3 separate regions of the Sus scrofa genome follow, and regions 1 and 2 are each linked to region 3. A link is a contact called in public HiChIP or PLAC-seq data. All regions are on one chromosome and are shown on one strand. The core of a region is the stretch at or near the end of the contact, and the rest is flanking DNA. Distances in the headings are between cores, read along the strand shown. Region 1 has its middle 35 kb from the start of ANXA11. Region 2 holds the start of ANXA11 (annexin A11). Region 3 holds the start of PLAC9 (placenta specific 9).

Evidence for each region. HiChIP or PLAC-seq counts read pairs in DNA pulled down with a chosen protein or histone mark.
Region 1: a contact with region 3 is called in an H3K27ac HiChIP or PLAC-seq map of skeletal muscle. The contact joins the enhancer-like site here to the promoter of PLAC9 in region 3. A contact is called at or near these places in 1 of 5 promoter capture datasets (skeletal muscle), 27 of 47 Hi-C or Micro-C datasets (adipocytes, alveolar macrophages, blood and 15 more) and 2 of 2 datasets of contacts at active chromatin or transcription factors (alveolar macrophages and skeletal muscle).
Region 2: an H3K27ac HiChIP or PLAC-seq map of alveolar macrophages shows a contact between it and region 3. The contact joins the promoter of ANXA11 here to the promoter of PLAC9 in region 3. A contact is called at or near these places in 3 of 5 promoter capture datasets (fetal liver, fetal skeletal muscle and liver), 9 of 47 Hi-C or Micro-C datasets (adipose tissue, blood, embryonic fibroblasts and 4 more) and 2 of 2 datasets of contacts at active chromatin or transcription factors (alveolar macrophages and skeletal muscle).

The regions. Positions count from the first base shown.
Region 1 is chr14:81,799,190-81,802,121 of Sscrofa11.1, forward strand. No RefSeq gene overlaps it. Among named protein-coding and RNA genes, the nearest start is that of ANXA11, 35 kb to the right of the region's middle. Within about 2 kb of position 1,457, at least 8 of the 83 cell types and tissues checked have an H3K27ac peak or open chromatin away from gene starts, as enhancers often do. A contact at or near this core is called in skeletal muscle, where this site is marked.
Region 2 is chr14:81,833,800-81,837,013 of Sscrofa11.1, forward strand. ANXA11 (annexin A11) reads left to right here and starts at 1,406. Exons shown (of 15, transcript XM_001924178.6): 1 at 1,406-1,674.
Region 3 is chr14:81,900,421-81,903,450 of Sscrofa11.1, forward strand. It overlaps PLAC9 (placenta specific 9), which reads right to left and starts at 1,489. Exons shown (of 4, transcript NM_001190209.1): 1 at 1,299-1,489. The coding sequence starts at 1,365. It overlaps LOC106506060 (a long non-coding RNA gene), which reads left to right and starts at 1,614. Exons shown (of 3, transcript XR_001301042.2): 1 at 1,614-1,900; 2 at 2,699-2,790; 3 at 2,912-3,030.

The DNA.
Region 1 (2,932 bases), core at 207-2,706, 100 kb before region 3:
ACCACCACCACACAGGTCATGTCCCATCACCCCAGTGATGGCAGAGTGTCTTCCACCACCTTCCCAGGAGGTGCCCATCCTGCCCTGGCTTTCACACCTCTATTGGTGGGTATCCCCTATTTCTCTGGGAAGGTTATATTTCAATGGACTTAAAGTTAACTTCCTAATACATTCATCCATGGCCCAGTTACGTCTTCTAGCCCTGAGATAGTCTTTAGTGCTGCCCATCACACATTTCCATCTGCTCCTGGGCGCTGGGTGGGTTTGCACTTCTGGCCCCCTAAAAGTAGGTGTTTCTACTTGACTTCCTTTGACCATTGATATGTGAAGCTTTAAAATTCAGCATGCCATTCTCCTCTTTCCCCTGCTAGAGTGTTGCAGGGTGGGCGCTGCTCATGTCTGGAGGAAACCCCTCTTGGCTTGGATCCCTGAGTGACCAGGATGAGCCGAGCCCCCTCCTGCTCTGTACTGTGATGTGAGCAAGATATGATGAACCTTGGGTGTGTAGGCCACTGAGTTTGGGGGATTATTCATCCTCGCTGTCAAACCTAGCCTATCCTGGCTGAATCCATCCCACAGAGCAAGTCAATCTGCTTAGGACCAGCAGCAACCTAGCTTCCTCTAAGTCTTCTCTGAGCTGGTTAGCCCGGTTAGCCTTTTTTCAACAAGCCTCTGATGACTTGCTCTGTTCACCGGTCACCTGATCTTTTTTCAGGACAGGCTGCAATGTGAGAACTAGTTCAGGAGCAATTGGCAAAGCCTGTTGCCTCTCCCTCCTCCTTAGCGCTCTGCCTCAGGGATGCAGCTGCATTGCCCTGAGCCATGGGAAGGCAGGCAGGCAAGGCTAGCCCCGCACCTGGATTCCATGCTGACCTTCCTGGTTCCAATTCTTTGGGCTCTGGCTAAAGAGAGGACTCGAGATTAGAATTAGAGTGACCTGGATTGGTATCTTGGCTCTACTGCTAATTTACTGGATCACGGAGAGCAAGTTACTTCACCTCTCTGAGCCTGTTTCTGCAAAGGGATAAACATAGTAAGACCAACCTATGAGTTTCAGGTAAAGTGCCCAGCACCTCCCTGGAAGGCAGTGGAATGTTATGGATGATATTTTCCCTCTTTCCCTCCTAAACCCCATCTCCTTCAGGCCCACGAAATGGTGGAAGTGGAAGGCATTTTTGGAATGAGGTCCTGGGCGGCTCCTGTACCGTTGCCGGGCCCTAATCCCTGAGTCTCAGGCCAGTCAGGGGCCCCTCCTACCTCCCTTCCCAGGTCGCAGCTGTCTGATCCCCCACCCCTTGTCTCAGGGGGCTGCCCTGTGGGGCTGGGATAGAGGGACGTGGACGCCAGGCTGCAGATGTTCGGAGCTCAGAGAAGACTGCTGAGCTAATCCCAGGGCTGCTGGCGAGGCTGGGCCAGGGCCTCAGAAGTGGGCTTCCAAGAGGCCCTCTCCTGCCTGCCAGCAGCCTGTGGCTCGGCTCGAATTTCCGAGGCCCCAGTTCAGGAACAGCTGCGTGGGTCCCCCTCCCCTGCCTCTCTTCTCCCGACATGAGTCAAGTGGACGGTCGAGCAGGGCTAGCCAGGGGTCTGGACGGAATCCAGAAGGCTCCCAGCCACTCAACCCAGGTCTCTGAAACCCCAGGGAGCTCAGACACACAGGGCTTCTTGGGCCTCTCTGTTCGTTTCCTGCTGCTCTTCGTTTGGCCCAAAACCCCAGGCCCAGCTTTGATGTTTGGCTTGGCGTCCACTCCTTTGATCCCTGGCTGGCTGGCCTTCCTAAGACACCTCCCCAGCGTGGCAGGCAGGACTGGACTTGGGGTGGGGCCTCCTGGCTCAGTGGCACCCCCACATACAAGCCTCCCCGGCCTCCTCCCCCCAGGTCCCTAAATGCCTCTTCCATCTGCCTCTGACCTCTGATCTCCCTTCCCACGTCCCCATCAAGGTCCCCCCCTCCTCCCCACCCTCCACCAGCTGAGGTGTGCGTGTGTGTGCACGAGCATGCTCACCACCATTTCCTGAATGCTTATTACATGAAAAGCTTCTTTTCTTTCATCCCCAACTATCTTGCCTTTTCCTCTTTGACAAATAAGGAAATGGAGATGCGCGGAGGCTAAATTGTTCACAGAAATACAAAAGAGCAGAGTCAGGATTTGAACCCCGTTTTGATGTGCTGATGACTTTGAGTTCATGCCCTCTCTCCACTGACCCACCTGGCCTGGTAAGTACCAGCCCAGTCCTCTGGCCTGGAGCACACGGGGCAGGGGCACTATTTACTCCCCCCGGATCCTGAGCATCCCATGAGCCCTGGGTGTGTGTGTGCCGTGTCAGCTGAACATGTCCGGCCAAGAGAGGATGATTTAGCTGGTGACTTAGGGTTTTTTTGTTTTCTTTTGTTTTTGCTTTTTAGGGCCACACCTGTCGCATATGGAAGTTCCCAGGCTAGGGGTCAAATCAGAGCTACAGCTGCTGGCCTACGCCACAGCCACAGCAATGCAGGATCCCAGCAGCATCTGCCACCTACACCACAGCTCATGGCAATGCCAGATCCTTAACCCACTGAGTGAGGTCAGGGGTCAAACTTGCGTCCTCACAGGTCCTAGTCGGGTTCGTTGCCACTGAGCCATGATGGGAACTCCCTGGCTGGTGATTTAGGAAGTGGGTGATTTGAGGGCTGAATCTGCTGCACCCAGCTGGGTACCCACAGTACAGATTCCTTTTCATACTAGGAGTGATTCTGGGTGAGCATATGGGTGCTGTTCCTATGTGACCTTGAAACATAAGCTGGCTTCCACTCTGGTGGAAGGGAAGCCCGTCCCCCTGGGTGTGTTGAAGGGCTATGTACAAGGTCCCCCAGCAGTCTCCCAAGATGTTTTAAGGGTAATTTTTTTTTCTTTTTTAGTGGCCCCACCTGCGGCATGTGAACATTCTTAGGCTA
Region 2 (3,214 bases), core at 156-2,655, 67 kb before region 3:
GGGCCACGCCTTGGGGGAGGTGGGGGTGTTGCCTGGATCCCCAGGGTAGCAGGGCTTGATTGAATCCTGCAAGAGTGCGCGCCTTGCGCCCAACACCCACCCCCAGCCTGGTACCCTGCCGCCCCGCCCAGCCCAGCCCCACTCCTAGCACTATTACAATGTAAATCGGACCAGCAGCTCTTTTTTTTTTTTTTTTTTTTTTTTTTTTTAACAGCCCCCCAAAAGCAACTACCTTCCTAAGGAGCTAAGTATTAAACAATGGCTACACGCGAGATCGCGCATGTTGTGTACTGATTAAATAAGAACCAGGTTGATCTAGCTGCGCTTCCATGAAAAGGACCTCCAAGATATTGAGTTAAAAAGCACGTCGCAGAAAAATACAGCAACACCGTTTTGTAAAAAGTATATCTATGTGATATAGGAAAGGCACGCCTAAGTTGGGCTGGGGGAGTGAAGAGTGAATCTCAGGTTTTTAAAAATATTTAAATGTTTATGTAATATATATTATAAACATTTGTTAAATAAAAATAAAAATATTCACAAATCGCATGCGTGCATGACCCTTTTTAAAAATAAATTTAGAATTGTTTTAAATCTACAGAAAAATTTCAAATAGAAGGTTCTCATAAACACCTTTTTTTTTCTATTAACATTTTCTGTTGGCTTGGTGTTTTGCTACAATGAGCGAGTCAATACTGATGCAGTATTATTAACTTCACTCAGATTTTCTTAGTATTTAAATCTAATGTCCTTTTTCCAGGATCCCATCCAGGATACCATATTACATTTAGTTTTCATAATCTCCTCAGGCTTACTCCTGCCTGTGACCATGTGTGTCTCAGACTTTTCCCTGGTTTTGATGACCTTGACAATTTTAAGTAGTACTGGTCCAGTATTTCGTAAAGTATCCCAGAACTGGGATTTGTCTCATGTTTTTCTCATGATTAACATGGGATTATGTATTCTTGGCAGGAAGACCACGATAGGTTCATACCATCACTATTGATTTATCATTCTTGATGCTGACCTTGATTGTCTGGCTTTAGTAGTTGGTCGCGGTTTCTCCTCTACAAAGCTACTCTCCCACTCCAATTTCCATACTGTTGTGTTCTTTACTTTAAAAGAGTCACTAAGGAAGGTACTCTGGGCTGGAGGGGGCTTGGGGAATCCGCTCCTCGAGAGTGAGACGCAGGGCAGGACGGACCTCAAGAGGCGTGGAGAGAAACAGCATCATGTCGACCTCTGGGCGACCGCTGAGTACTCCTCCCGCAGCGGCGGAAGGCCTGTAGCTTCCTTCCTCGCAGAGGCAGCTTACAGCCAGCTGACCCCGAACGTCTTCTCACCTGGGGGCGGGAGCTGGGGGCAGACCACGCCCCTCGGCACCGCCTCCTCCCGCCCCTCCCCTGGCGCACGCGGCTCCGCCCCGGGCGGATTAGGACCCCGAGCCCTAGGAGTTTTCCGCCTCGCAGGCTCCTCCTCCCGCCCCGCCCTGACGGCTGCGGAGCCCGCGGGTCCCGAGAGCCCCGAGAACCCCGAAAGCCCAAAGAGCGGTAGTGGGACAGAACTCGAGGCCAATCCGAGGTGCTACTCCGGGACGCCCGTGGAGAAAGTCGCTGCTGCCCGTGTTCCTGTTCGACCGTCGCGGCCTCCCCTACCCCGGTGGCCAGTGGCCAGGTGAGTGAGGGTTCTTTGACTGCCGAGGGCACGGGACGGGGCGTTGGCCAGGCGCTGCGGCCTCTACCGGAAGGCCCCCAACTGTCCCGCGCCCCTTCCCATCGCGGCCCCGTCGCTTCCTGGTTGCACAGCGTTTGGGGGGGGGGAGGGAAAGGGGCGGGTGTCGGGCTGGTCCCGACCGGCTGCGTCGACGGCGAGGGGGCGGGGGGTTGCCTTCCTTGTCGGGTGGGTGGGCCACGTGATTGTGCTGCTGTGCCGGTGTCAGGGGTTCAAGCCGAATTTGGGCCGGCTTGGGACCGGGTGAACCCGTGACAAGAAGGCGACTGGCTGGTGTGGGCATGGACGGTGGCCATGGCCCCTCTGACCCCGCTGAATTCTCTAGAGTGTGTGTACCCTTCCGGGAAAGGCTTGTCCTGAGGAGAGCTAGTGGAGGACGCTGTCTTAAGCACCTTTCCTCCGGAAGACGGAAATACCTGGGAGCTGCTAGTGTTGGAATTGATTTGTAAGGCGTTTTGAGAGAACGCCGGATCCATCTCAGGTGCTCTGCTGACCTGTGTGTTTACCTTCTCTATCTGTCTTTCCTCCATCTCCAACCTTGAGCTGAAGTTTCAGGGAGGGATTCTTGACTTTAACTCCCTTTGGGCTCAACCCAGCCTCCTGAAGTTTTAAAAAGGTAAATACGCGTCTGTTGGCATAAATGAGGGTTATGAAATTCATCAGCTTGAGACTTTGAAGAGGAGAAGCTAAGTCAGCCAGTTTGAGCCCAAGCTGAGAACAGTCTGCCTGGCACATTTCTGTCCCTGCCCCCTCTAGTCAGTGTGACCTTTCTTTAGAGGCTGGGTGTTTTAGGACAGACCCAGGGTGTCTGTGGTAGCCAGCCACTCTGCCTACCCTCCGTGCCTTCTTCACTTTGCTCTCTGCTGCTTTAACCTGGGCATGGAGTGGCGCTGGGTGGGGTGAGCCTCTGCCCTGCCCACACAGCAGGAACAAAGCTTTCAGGCAGTGCCAGGCTGAGTCCAGGAGCTGGACAGGTGGGCTGTATTATCTTGCTCACTCCTAACTGGCTCTCATTATGCTCCTTTGTTCCTTCCTTGTTTCAGTCAGCTGTTGGGGATTCCAGTAGGATTAACAGGGCCCCTTCCCTCAAGGCACTCTCCATGCTACAAGGTGTTCCTAACAAGATAGGCCAGGCCAGGTGAAGCGCCAGGGCAGTTTGTTGCCCTGGCGTGGGGTGCTTACTACCTCCTGCATCCCTCCTGAGTCTCACCTCTCGTTAGTCTCTGTGCCTTGGTTTCCTTAAAGTGGGGGTAATAATACCTACCTACAAGGCCATTGTGAGGATTAAAATGATTTAATATTTTTAACAACCATATAGCTCAGGCATTGATCTGAACAGGTGGTGACTGGTGCACCATACCTGTGTGTCCCAGGTGGATGTCACCCAGATTAGACATAAAGCTTGCAGTGGAGCCTGGCACATAAGTAATCATCTGTAAGAGTCAACAATAGTAATATAGTAATAATAGCTACCACTCCCTCT
Region 3 (3,030 bases), core at 239-2,738:
AGAAAAGGAAACAGCCTCAGAGAGGTGTAGTAACTCACCCAAGGTCACGCAGCCAGGAGCTGCCAAGGATGAACACTGGCTTCAAACCTTTCCCCACAGTTCCCTGGGCCTGAAGGGGCTGGGCGTGGGGCAAGGGGCACTTCCATCTTAACACAGGGCACTTCACCTGGGCGCCTCACATCTACCCACCCCAGAGAGATGGGAGAACAGCCTGGCATGTGGGCAAGGGCCTGACTGAGGGGGCAGGCGCCCTGGATGCTTGGAGACACCTGAGCCCTCCCCTCACCTGTGCGACTGGGATGAGCACCAGCTGCCTCTGGCTGAGGCCTGCATGAGAACTTTGGTAAATGGGAACGTGGCTTGTAAACTGTGAAGTGCTGTAAGACCTTCAGAGTCTTAAGGTAGTAGAAGGAACATCCTTGAGTACAATTAGTACCTCTGCAGCCACACTGTCTGAGCCTCATCTGTGAGGGGAAGGGTAGAGGGGCCAGGCAAGGCAAGGAACCCAGTCAGTAGAGCACCCAGGGGGCCTCTCCCTCAGCAGTCCCCTCCCCAGCACCCACCCAAGGCAGCTTGGATCCTCAGGGAAGCTCTCTGGGAGGGATCAGCCTCCTCACCCAGACTGCAGAACCCCCTCAGGCCACCTGATAGGTAGGTAAATCAGTGGCCTCCAGGGGCCACCTGCCTGGCTTCTGACAGGCTCTGCGAGGTCAGGCTTGTGTCATCTGCCTGTTAGAGCTCAGCTTCCCAGGAAATTCCCCAGGAAACCAGGCCTGGGCATCTCTGCAGGCCCTCTGGCAGGACTGCCCCACCCTACAGACCTGATGGGCCCCTGCGGGATGCTGGTCTCTTCCTCTTTCCTCCCAACCTGGGGCTTTTGAGTTTCTCCACACTCTCTCTTCTTTTGGTCTTTCTCAAATCTTTCTCTTTTCCTCAATACCTTTCTCTCCATTTCTCTCTCCCCAACCAACCCCCTTTCTCTCGCCAGTTTAGTTCCTCTATTTCTTTGCTTCTCTTTCTGTTTGCCTCTCTTTAGAAACAGCGACCTCCTCTTTCTCTTTCCTCATTCATAGTTCTTACCTGTTACCTCCAAAGTCTCTCTCTGTTCCAGCCTCTCCCTTTATTTCTCTATTCTTCCCTCTCCTTTCTAATTCTCTGCCCCTCTGCCTTTATCTCTCTCCCTCTCTCTCTCTCATCCTCTCCTCTCTCCGCATCTCCCTCCTCCATCGCTCTCTCTCCCTCTGGCTCCATCTTCCCTCCCGCTCCTTCCTCGCCGTCCGAGGTCGGTCTTCACTCACCGGCGGCGTAGGCGCCCGCAGCTCGGAGCAGGGCGAGCCCGGCCAGAGCGCAGAGCAGGGGCCGCATGCTGCAGGCCGGTTGAGCTCAGCTAGTCGTCTGCCCGCGGCCGGCCTCCCCGCCCTCCCCAGGATCGCGCCGGCCCGCCCGGGAGGAAATGCTCCAAGTCCCAGCCAAGATTCCTGGGCGGCTCCGGGCTTTCTGGCTCGAGCGAGCCCGCCCCCTTCGGAGACCCCGCGGGCGGAGGGGCCTGACATGCCAGCCTCGGCGCCTCCCCACGAAGGGGCTGTGCTCTGAGCGCCCTGCACCTCCCCGAGGCCCCGCACGGAGAGGGCGATGGAACCAGAGCCACAGTGATTCGCTACGAGCCCATTTCACAGATTGAAGCTTCGAGAGAAGTGCCACCCACACCCGTGGCACAGGATCTGAATCCCTGACTGCACGGAGTGTGGAAGCTTTGCTCTGCCTCCCAGGAATAAGTAATCAACTCTCATTACGTATGGACAGTGTCTCCCTGAAAGGGAGGCTCGGAAGTGGTGTCTGCCTCCTGTAAAACTGGTCTAAAAGAGTAACAGGATTGTCAAAAGATGCTTTTCCAAGAAAGGTAAAATCATGGCTTTCATCCAGATATAAAATGGGCATGTGCTGCAGCTTTCATTTAACTCATTAAATGAAAGAACAAAGATTTGGAATATTAACATGAATGTGCAAATAGAAGTAAAACTGGTTTATTCCACACTTTCGAGAAGGAGAATTAATCTATAGACAATAATTTGTTTTCCAAACTTTTAAGATGGCTTAGCAGTGACAGGCCCAGAGCCCTAATAGAATCAGAGTGTTCAGCACACACTTAAGCTCTGTACTAGTGTTAGGTAAACTCTGAAGAAGGAAGGAAAAGAAATAATTCTCAAGATCACATATGCCGGCCCTTGAGTTCATGGTCTAATAACCACTGTAATATTCATGAACAATAGCTATGTTTTGATTGACTTATTCTACATATACCATCTAATCTTCACTGCACTGGGCTGCACTGTATGTACATTATGCAGATCAAAAACTTGAGGCTCAGAGTTGCTAAAGAGCCTTGCCAGTAGTCACACAGTGGAGTCAGGATTTGAATCCAGTTCTCCCACCTCTGCAGGCCAGCCAGTAGATAATAATATACACCGTATCCCCAAAAAGCCAGGATCTTTCTCCATTCTAAGCAAGCCCAGAGTAAGAGCTGGATGGGGTTCTCAGTTAACCTCAAATCATCCTTACCTCCCTCTAGTTTAGGACACAATAGTCAACCCTCACCCACAGTACACTCCTACATGACAAGAGCAAAAAAAAAAAAAAAAAAATTAAGTTTTTTGGAAAACAAAAAGCAAAATCCACAGCCCTAACATCTGTATTACAGAGCCTTGGGTGCCTCGCCTCGCCTTGCTGCCAGTGGAGCTGCTTCATCATCAAGCCCAGAGGAGTATCTTTATTCAACAAGGGGTCCATGACGTAGGTTAACTAGAACCCTTGCAGATAGGGGCTACCTCTGCCTTCTCTGTTCCTGACTGTGGCTGTGCAATTGTCCAGTACCATCACCACACTAACCAAGTAATCCTTTTGTGACCTGCAGATTAGCACTTGTCATCTGCCTCTGTAAGGATTGAATCATGAACCACTGCAGCTGCTGACCCTCAACACCCCCTGCAAGAATTCAAGGAGGAGGAGTGAGGCACTCCGTGCTCTGGGAAA